Regions from separate parts of the Xenopus laevis genome. Here region 2 is linked to region 1. The links are chromatin contacts, called in public Hi-C maps. All regions are on one chromosome and are shown on one strand. The core of a region is the stretch at or near the end of the contact, and the rest is flanking DNA. Distances in the headings are between cores, read along the strand shown. Region 1 holds the start of efnb2.L (ephrin B2 L homeolog). Region 2 has its middle 120 kb from the start of LOC121400026.

Evidence for each region. A called contact is a pair of places that touch in the nucleus more often than the background predicts.
Region 2: a contact with region 1 is called in a Hi-C map of the XTC cell line, with 5 times the contacts expected there. A contact is called at or near these places in 2 of 4 Hi-C or Micro-C datasets (the XL177 cell line and the XTC cell line).

Annotation. Positions count from the first base shown.
Region 1 is chr2L:123,259,489-123,263,384 of Xenopus_laevis_v10.1, forward strand. It overlaps efnb2.L (ephrin B2 L homeolog), which reads left to right and starts at 1,598. Exons shown (of 5, transcript NM_001086485.1): 1 at 1,598-2,163. The coding sequence starts at 2,042.
Region 2 is chr2L:123,644,296-123,648,135 of Xenopus_laevis_v10.1, forward strand. No RefSeq gene overlaps it. Among protein-coding and RNA genes, the nearest start is that of LOC121400026, 120 kb to the left of the region's middle.

The sequences.
Region 1 (3,896 bases), core at 348-2,847:
ATTTCATGGTCATTCCCTATTTATTTATGGGAAAAAATCGACAATATTCGAAGAACAGAATATAGTAAGTTAATATAAAAGACTAGGAGAAGAAAGAGATTGAGTTTGGAGAGGAGGAATTATAGTTTGGAAAGTGGTCCCATGGACTAAGGTTTCCTGGTGGGCCCCATACATTCCATTCCGACATTGCCTTGTATAAGGTGCGCTCCGACCAGGCCCGGACTGGCAATCTGTGGGTTCTGGCAAATGCCAGATGGGCTGCTATAAGGTGCAATTGAAAGTCACTATTTAGTGGGCTGGTGGGGACTGTTTGGGCTTCTGTATGGGCTGATTGGGCCTCTGTGTACCTGAAATGCCAGGGCCTATTATAATTCTCAGTCCAGACCTGGCTCCGACCCCTTGGATAAGATGTTTATTTTTGAATCCCAGGCTTGGAGGCAGGTTTTGGTTGTATTTAAACCATTTTTACTATCAGAAACAGCTTCCTATAGGCTGCAAGTCCACATAAGGGCTATAAATAGCCAACCACAGACAATATTTGGCACCCCAGGAACTTCTTGCATGCTTGTGTTGTTCCCCAACTCTTTTTACATTTGAATGTGGCTCATGGGTAAAAAAGAGTTTGGGGACCCCTGTCCTAGTTATATAGTTGTCCTTATGGCTTCTCTTCCAACTATAAATTCCAGATTCCGCCTCTCCCTACTCTCTAAAAAGATCCCTGGCACAATACAAAGGCAGAAGCACAGTAAAAAGATCTAGAGAAGGCCAAATACACCAAGAATAACTCCCTAGCCCCATATAAACAGTTGGATTGTACAATTAGACAGTAGTTACATTAGATCTCCCCCCACCTACCATAATAATAGATCCATTACTAGACTATACACAGCTGGACTCTGGAAAGGAGATGATGATGATTTTACTGTGGAAATGTATATTTGATTTACTCCCTGCTGGACCGCAGAGGATACACATTTCATCTATTTACTCCCCAGGGATGACTATTTTCTGACTAAATAATGTTTATAGTGAGAAGTGTCAAATCTCCCAAGATGCTCCCTGGAGGCTGCTCCAGAGGTCACACCGGTTATTATGTGAGTTGAGGAGGTCTGGGACTATCTGTTCTGCAGCAACTGATTAGCTAGAGGCTGTTATATTTTATATAATATATATATATATATCACATTTATTGTTTGTAAAAAATATATTTTCTCACAGTTACACAGTTGATTAATTGAATAGTATCACTATAAACGCGTCTATCCAGTCGGTTTGGCTTCATAGTTTTCGCAATGAATTTTCCTGAAAAAAAGGGATCCAAGAAAGAAAGTGGAGTTTGTGTATGTCGCAGTGTAGGGTCACCTAATGAATATTAATAGCCGCCGATGAGTTCATGTTTTATTGTATGGGAGGTCTGTACCTGTCACACACAATACGATGCCAAGGAGCAGACGCGCTCTGTCTTAACTATCGATTGACGTGAAGCGCCGCCAATCCGCTCCGCTCTTGAGCATGTCAGCCAATGAGAAGGACGGGCGGGAGTGGGCGGGCTGAGTTTATATGGCTAAAGCGCTGCGCTGAGAGAGACTTGGGTTTAGTGAGAAGTAGTGCGAGGATCTGCAGCTGAGTTCATTATCCGTGTGCCCGGAGCAGCAGTGCCACACACAGTCGTACCCCGCCATTGGCAGCCAATCAGGGATCTGCGGCAGCTTTTATCTGCGGGCACCTATAGGATACACACAGGGACTGCCTGGAGCTGGATTAATACAGCGCACTTTGCGGGCTCTTTGGCTTAGGATCACAGACAGGGTTGCCGGATGACGGGTCCCCTTGATAACAGCGCGGCCCCTTTTGGTACCTTGGGATACAGTGCATGTGAGCAGGAGTTTGCCGTTTGGAGTTGATTTGTTGCGCAGTGTCAGTCGCAGCAGCTCAGGGAGTTGGATATCCCCCCGCTGGTTGGACTCTCGGGGATCACTGGCTTTGACTAGAGCCGAAACGTTGCGTTTGGTCAGTGATAGTTTCTTGGGGCGGCCAGATCATGGCACTGAGCGGGGACTCGGTGTGGAAGTACAGCCTGGGAGTTTGTATTCTCTTGCTCAGGACTGCGATCTCCTGGTCTACAGTGCTGGATCCTATATACTGGAACTCGTCCAACGCCAGGTAAGTCCCGAGCCCTTTTACTCTTTACGTCAGTGTGTGAGGGCCACATACAGACACGGTGCGACACTCTAATCAGCAGTGTTGTATAGATATTATCAGCGTGTAAGCGTGTCCGTACAGGGACATTCTACCCACGACCCCTTGGTAGTGGCAAATTAAAACCCACCGAGCTCCGGGCTCAGTTGAAGTTCACCGGTAGCTACAGGGCCGTAGTCGGCAGTTTGGGCATCGCTGTCATAACACTGGGCTGAGCCCTTTATTCCCTGCCGATCCCAGGGCATCCCCTGTGTTATAACTTAGCGTTCTATATGGAACCGAGCCGTGACGTGTCCGGGTCACCCCGGTACAAGGTTCTCCCATTGTCTTGTGGGTGCTGCGAGTGATTAGTCAGCTACTGGGTGAGCCAGCTCATTGGGCTCATATTGACACCGGGCTGGCAGGATCCTGGAGTCTAGGGGACGCTGCTGATCGTTCAAACGCAGAGAGACTAATATTTCTTGCAATTACCTTCCAGTCCCGAAGGATCATTTGTGTCCACTAAATCTTCGGATGGAGCTGCCATATAGAAGCAGCTTGTGATTTGTAAGCGGCAGTTTGGCATCGGCTGCTCATCTGAGGGAAGCCCTTTGTTTGTACCTCTGCTTTTTCTCATAGCGCGGCGCTGCCCACTAAGTTAGCGCTATATAAATAAATGAATCCCTGTAGCAGCCTTATCGGCGTCCCTGCAGTCCTTCCCTTCTGACCGTGCTGATCTCAGTGGTTCAGGGTAAAACAGGAGCTCATAGATACATGTAAACTCATGCCCTGTAAATTAAATTAATAGTATGGGAATCCCACAACACCCTTTAAAATATATTGATGCACATAGTCTATCCCACATACCATAAGCGGGTTCTCTGCCATCTGTATTGCTCTACCCAAAGGTTTTCTATGGCAGAGACCTGTTATTTCATTTTGGTTAAAGGAGAACACAGGCTAATCTGAATAGAGGTTTGTGAATTCCCACTTTGTATTGAGTATTTAAATTAAAATTTCCTTTCTTGAACTTCCTCATCGTGGCATCTGGCAGAAGGGCACTGTAGAAAATCTGTGCCCTGTGGGTATTGCAGCACTGCTTGCCAATGTCACCCAATAGTTGTAAGGGAGTTTCTTTCAGCCTATGTGTGTGTAGGTAGATCAAACATTACTATCATTTTTTTCATGCTTTTTTATAAAATATGAATAAGGAGGTTCAGAGCAAAATAAAGCCAAATAAATAGCAGGGGGCTCTGTCCCTAAGAATGTCTGAAAGCGCTTCAACAGCAGCACATAGGCTAACAACCCAAGCTGTTGTACTCAGAATCATTGCTGATTCACAGAAGGAGAGATACAAAGTGTTCGTCTATTGGCTGTGCGTTTGGGCCCATTCTCTGTGCGCATGTTGAGGGTGCTGGCAGGTCTACGACTGTGGTGGGTTCAGAGGCAACGCTTCACTTGCTGAATGAAAGTAAATGGAGGATCTAAAATCATGATCATTTCAGGCCCACAGAGGTCACTGTTTCAATGCACACAGCTTGACTGTGCACTCAGCCTTCCTAGTCCTTCAGTTCCAGCCTATTTAATCCTGCCATTTAATCATGTCATCACATCTTAGATTTTTCCCCCTTTTTTTCTTAGAAAAAAAAAAAAACACTGTTGCGGCACACCTTTCGTCTTACATTTGTAGGAGGCAAATATAACCTACCTTTTGTGTA
Region 2 (3,840 bases), core at 1,021-3,520, 390 kb after region 1:
CCTTTTTGGTTGTTTTGAGTAGTAAAGAGGATTATTTAGAAGGTTGGCTGACATTAACAAATGTAGCAAGGCAAAGGGAAAAACTACACAAAAGTCTCTCTTAATCTTATTAACCCAAATATTAACCCGAGATGAAACAATTGTTCTATATTTATTTCTTATAGGATAAGTAAACCTTAAATAAAAGGTTAGTGTAAAAATGTTGTATACCATACAATAGGTTATGCACTCTCAAAAGAATTTTTCAAATATAGACTAAATATATCAAAAAAATATTTTACTGTTTAAAAATGTTTTGGCAATATACAATTGTGTTAACAAATGTTAAGTTTATACAGCAATAATATACATGGTAATAGTATACATACAACCCCAAGGTTTGTACGAAGCAAAAAAAGGAAGCAACAAGGAGTGGATATATTTGCCACAAATGAGAATAGCCAAAACATTTTTAAACAGTAAAATATTTTTTTGATACCACCTGAGTCTATATATGAAAAATTCTGCATAACCTATTGTATGGTATATTGATTGTATGGTCGCTCTGTGTAGGGGTGACCTTGGTTTTTTGCACCTTTAGCGCATATTCTTGCCAAATATTTGATTGTATGGTGTGCCCTCCGTTCATACACATTTCTACAATGTAAAATTGTAAGGAAGTTTGCAATTTATATTAACTATTTTTTTTTTCAGTATCAGAGCTAAGTATTTTTAATTGCCGCTAAAATAAATTTTGTAACAACATCGCCACCTGTCAGTTCTGATGTACAGTTAGAAAGATATACTTTCAGAAGGAAAATAGAGAAGTGTTCTGATGTTGCTCTGCTCAGGAGGAGATAGGAAGGGCATCTGAGGCTTTATATCTCTTTCCTGAGCAGAGCAACATAAGAACACTTCTCTGTTTTCCTTCTGAAGGTATATCTCTCTGTACAGTTAGGGTGGTGGCACACATTCAGATTCAGGGAGATTAGTCACCCAGAGACAAATCTCCTCTTCTTCCGGTGACTACTCTCCCCAAAATGCCTTCCCACCGGCAAGAATGTGAATCGCTGGCGGGATGGCATACAGATCACTTCCGTTTTCCGAAGTTTCCTCGTGAGGCAACTTTGGACTACTTTGGAAAACAAAGCGATCCAAATGCCATCCCACCGGCGGGAAGGCATTTAGGGGAGATTAATGCAAACTGGAAAGCTGCTGAATAAAAATCTAAATAAATCAAAAACCACAAATATTAAAAAAATGAGAACCAATTTCTCAGGATATCCCTCTCTACATCATACTATAAGATAACTCAAATGTGAACAACCCCTCTAATACTTTAATGTTTTATAGCATTCTGGATAACAAGTCCCATACCTGTGTTAATTATAATAGATTAATAGATATTTTGTTCGGTCTGTACTGCAATACAAACTGTCATATTCTGGCTGACACTAAAGTATGTGTTCCGTTCACAGCTTCGGTGAGTTCACCCTTCCATCTGTTGGTTTGGTTTAGGCTTCATTGGAGGTATCGCCTCTATTTTGTCCATAATCCTTGTAATTTGTCCAATAGCTCCAGTGTACATTGAGTGTTAGTAGGAACATTTTATTGACTTTTAAGACAGTACAATATACCACCTTGTAATTAGCTTCCTGTTTTTTCGAAGCTATAAAACCTCAATTCATACCATGTGTAAGGATTTAATAAAAGAAGATTTCTTGTTGATGTTTTCCTTTAAAACTTAAAAATAAATTACCTTCCCATTCCAAAACACTCCCAAACTGAATTAGCCTTCCATTCTCACCAGCCTTGGGTGTATGAAATCTAGTATCTAGTGGGGGGAAGTATGTATCTAAATATTGAATTGCTTTTAAAACCCTTGAGTTGCTGTTGGATTATTTGCTAATAGATTCATTGGACAGTGTTTGTATGTTTTCACTGACAATGTGAATGTACCATTTGGCTTTTAAGTAAATGTATTTCAAGAATGTATTATCTGTGCTAGAAAATAATAATTCATAGTCATAATGTTAGAATTAGCAACCCTATGAAACTGAATTTGGGAGCTTTTAATAACTTTTATCCAACTTTTAATGCAGTTTTTTTTTTGTTAACATTCACAATAGTACATTCAGAACATCAACCAGCATGTTAGATACAGTAGCTATACATATTTACAGTGACTTAACTACACTGGAAAATATCCTAAAAAAAATAAGTACGGTACACCTAGAGAGCTCAGATTCTCTGAGCCGAAAGTGCAAGCACAGTGGTTTCTGTTTCCATGCATCACTGCGAGGTGGGGCCTTTATTGCCTGCCAATACACACATTTTTCTATTTGGACACACTGCTTCTAACACACAGTGACACCTTGTGGCTCCAATTCACTACCACGGGGATGTAAGACCTTTTTTTATGTACAACAGAAAGGAAGGTTAAAGCTGGGCCCTTTAAACCCAGAAGCATTTTAAGTCAATATCATGCCTGTATTATAAATTAATTTAGATGCATGGGCTGGTTTTCTTAGTTGCTTTGTGGTAGGCATCTTAATTAATTAGGCAATCAACATTTTTTTAAAGTGAGTATCCTATGGGCTAAACTTCACAGCAGATTTTTATAAGGTTTTTTGTGTCAGATTTTATTTGATCTTGCCTCGCAGCACCACCCAACACTACGCAACAGCACAAGATTTTGTTGGATCCTACAAATGTCACCGTATTGTTTGTAGGGTAGGCACTCAAGGAGCAATCCTACAAATGATCAGATTCAATTCAGTGAGAAAAAGGTTTATCACGTGAAAACTCGTGGATGAGATTCAATTTGAGATGCAATTCAGTTCAGAAAAACTTTTCTCACAATTTATCGCTTAAAAATTCAATTGAAGTCTATGGGGGAAAAAACTGGGGAAAAGTTTTTTCTCCTCGGATCACATCTTGTCCACGTGTTTTCACGTGATAAACCACAAGATAGCTTTTTCTCACCATACCATATCCTATGTCTGTATTCACTTCGGGGCAGATTTATCAAAGGTCAAAGTGAATTTTCGAAGTAAAAAACTTCGAATTTCAAAGTAATTTTTGGGTACTTAGACCATCGAATAGTCCAACTTCGATTCGAACTTGAAAAAACTTCGAAATTCGAAGATCGAATTTTTTTTGAAGTACTGTCTCTTAAAACTTCAACTTCGACCATTCGCCACCTAAAAGCTGCCGAAGAGCTGTTTTAGCCTATGGGGGACCTCCTGGAACCTGTATGGAGGCAATTGGGGGAGTTTGGGAGATCAAAAGTCGAAGTTAAAAAAATTTTGATCGAAGTACGATTGTACGATTGGAAGTAGGTCGAATTCGGCCCACTTCGACACCAAAAAACTTTGATTGGTCTTTTTGAATTTGAAGTTTGAATTTTTTTTAACTTCGTACTTCGACCTTTGATAAATCTGCCCCTTAGTGACCAGTTCACAGTGTCTAGCACACCAAAGCAAACTTTGTACATACACACAACAGTTATTTATATTGCTAAATTGACCAAATATATATTTTTATATAACTTGGAATATCAGCTCCAATTTGGAGGGATTCTGTCATGATTTTTATGATTTACTTTTTGTTTCTAAATTATACTGTTTACATTGCAAATAATTTAAAATGTTATTTTTGAAACTAAAAATGTATTGCTTTTTTAGCTGTAATATTGGTGTGGTGGCAGCCATCTCAGTGCATTGTACCTGATTCTGAGTTTTGAGAAGAAGCCAGCACTTCAGGATAGAACTGCTTTGAGACAGCTTTTGTTTCCTTCCATTGTATTTTTCCATGACCCTAGGTAGTGTTTGTAATGCCAAAAGTGCTCCCTACCACTTA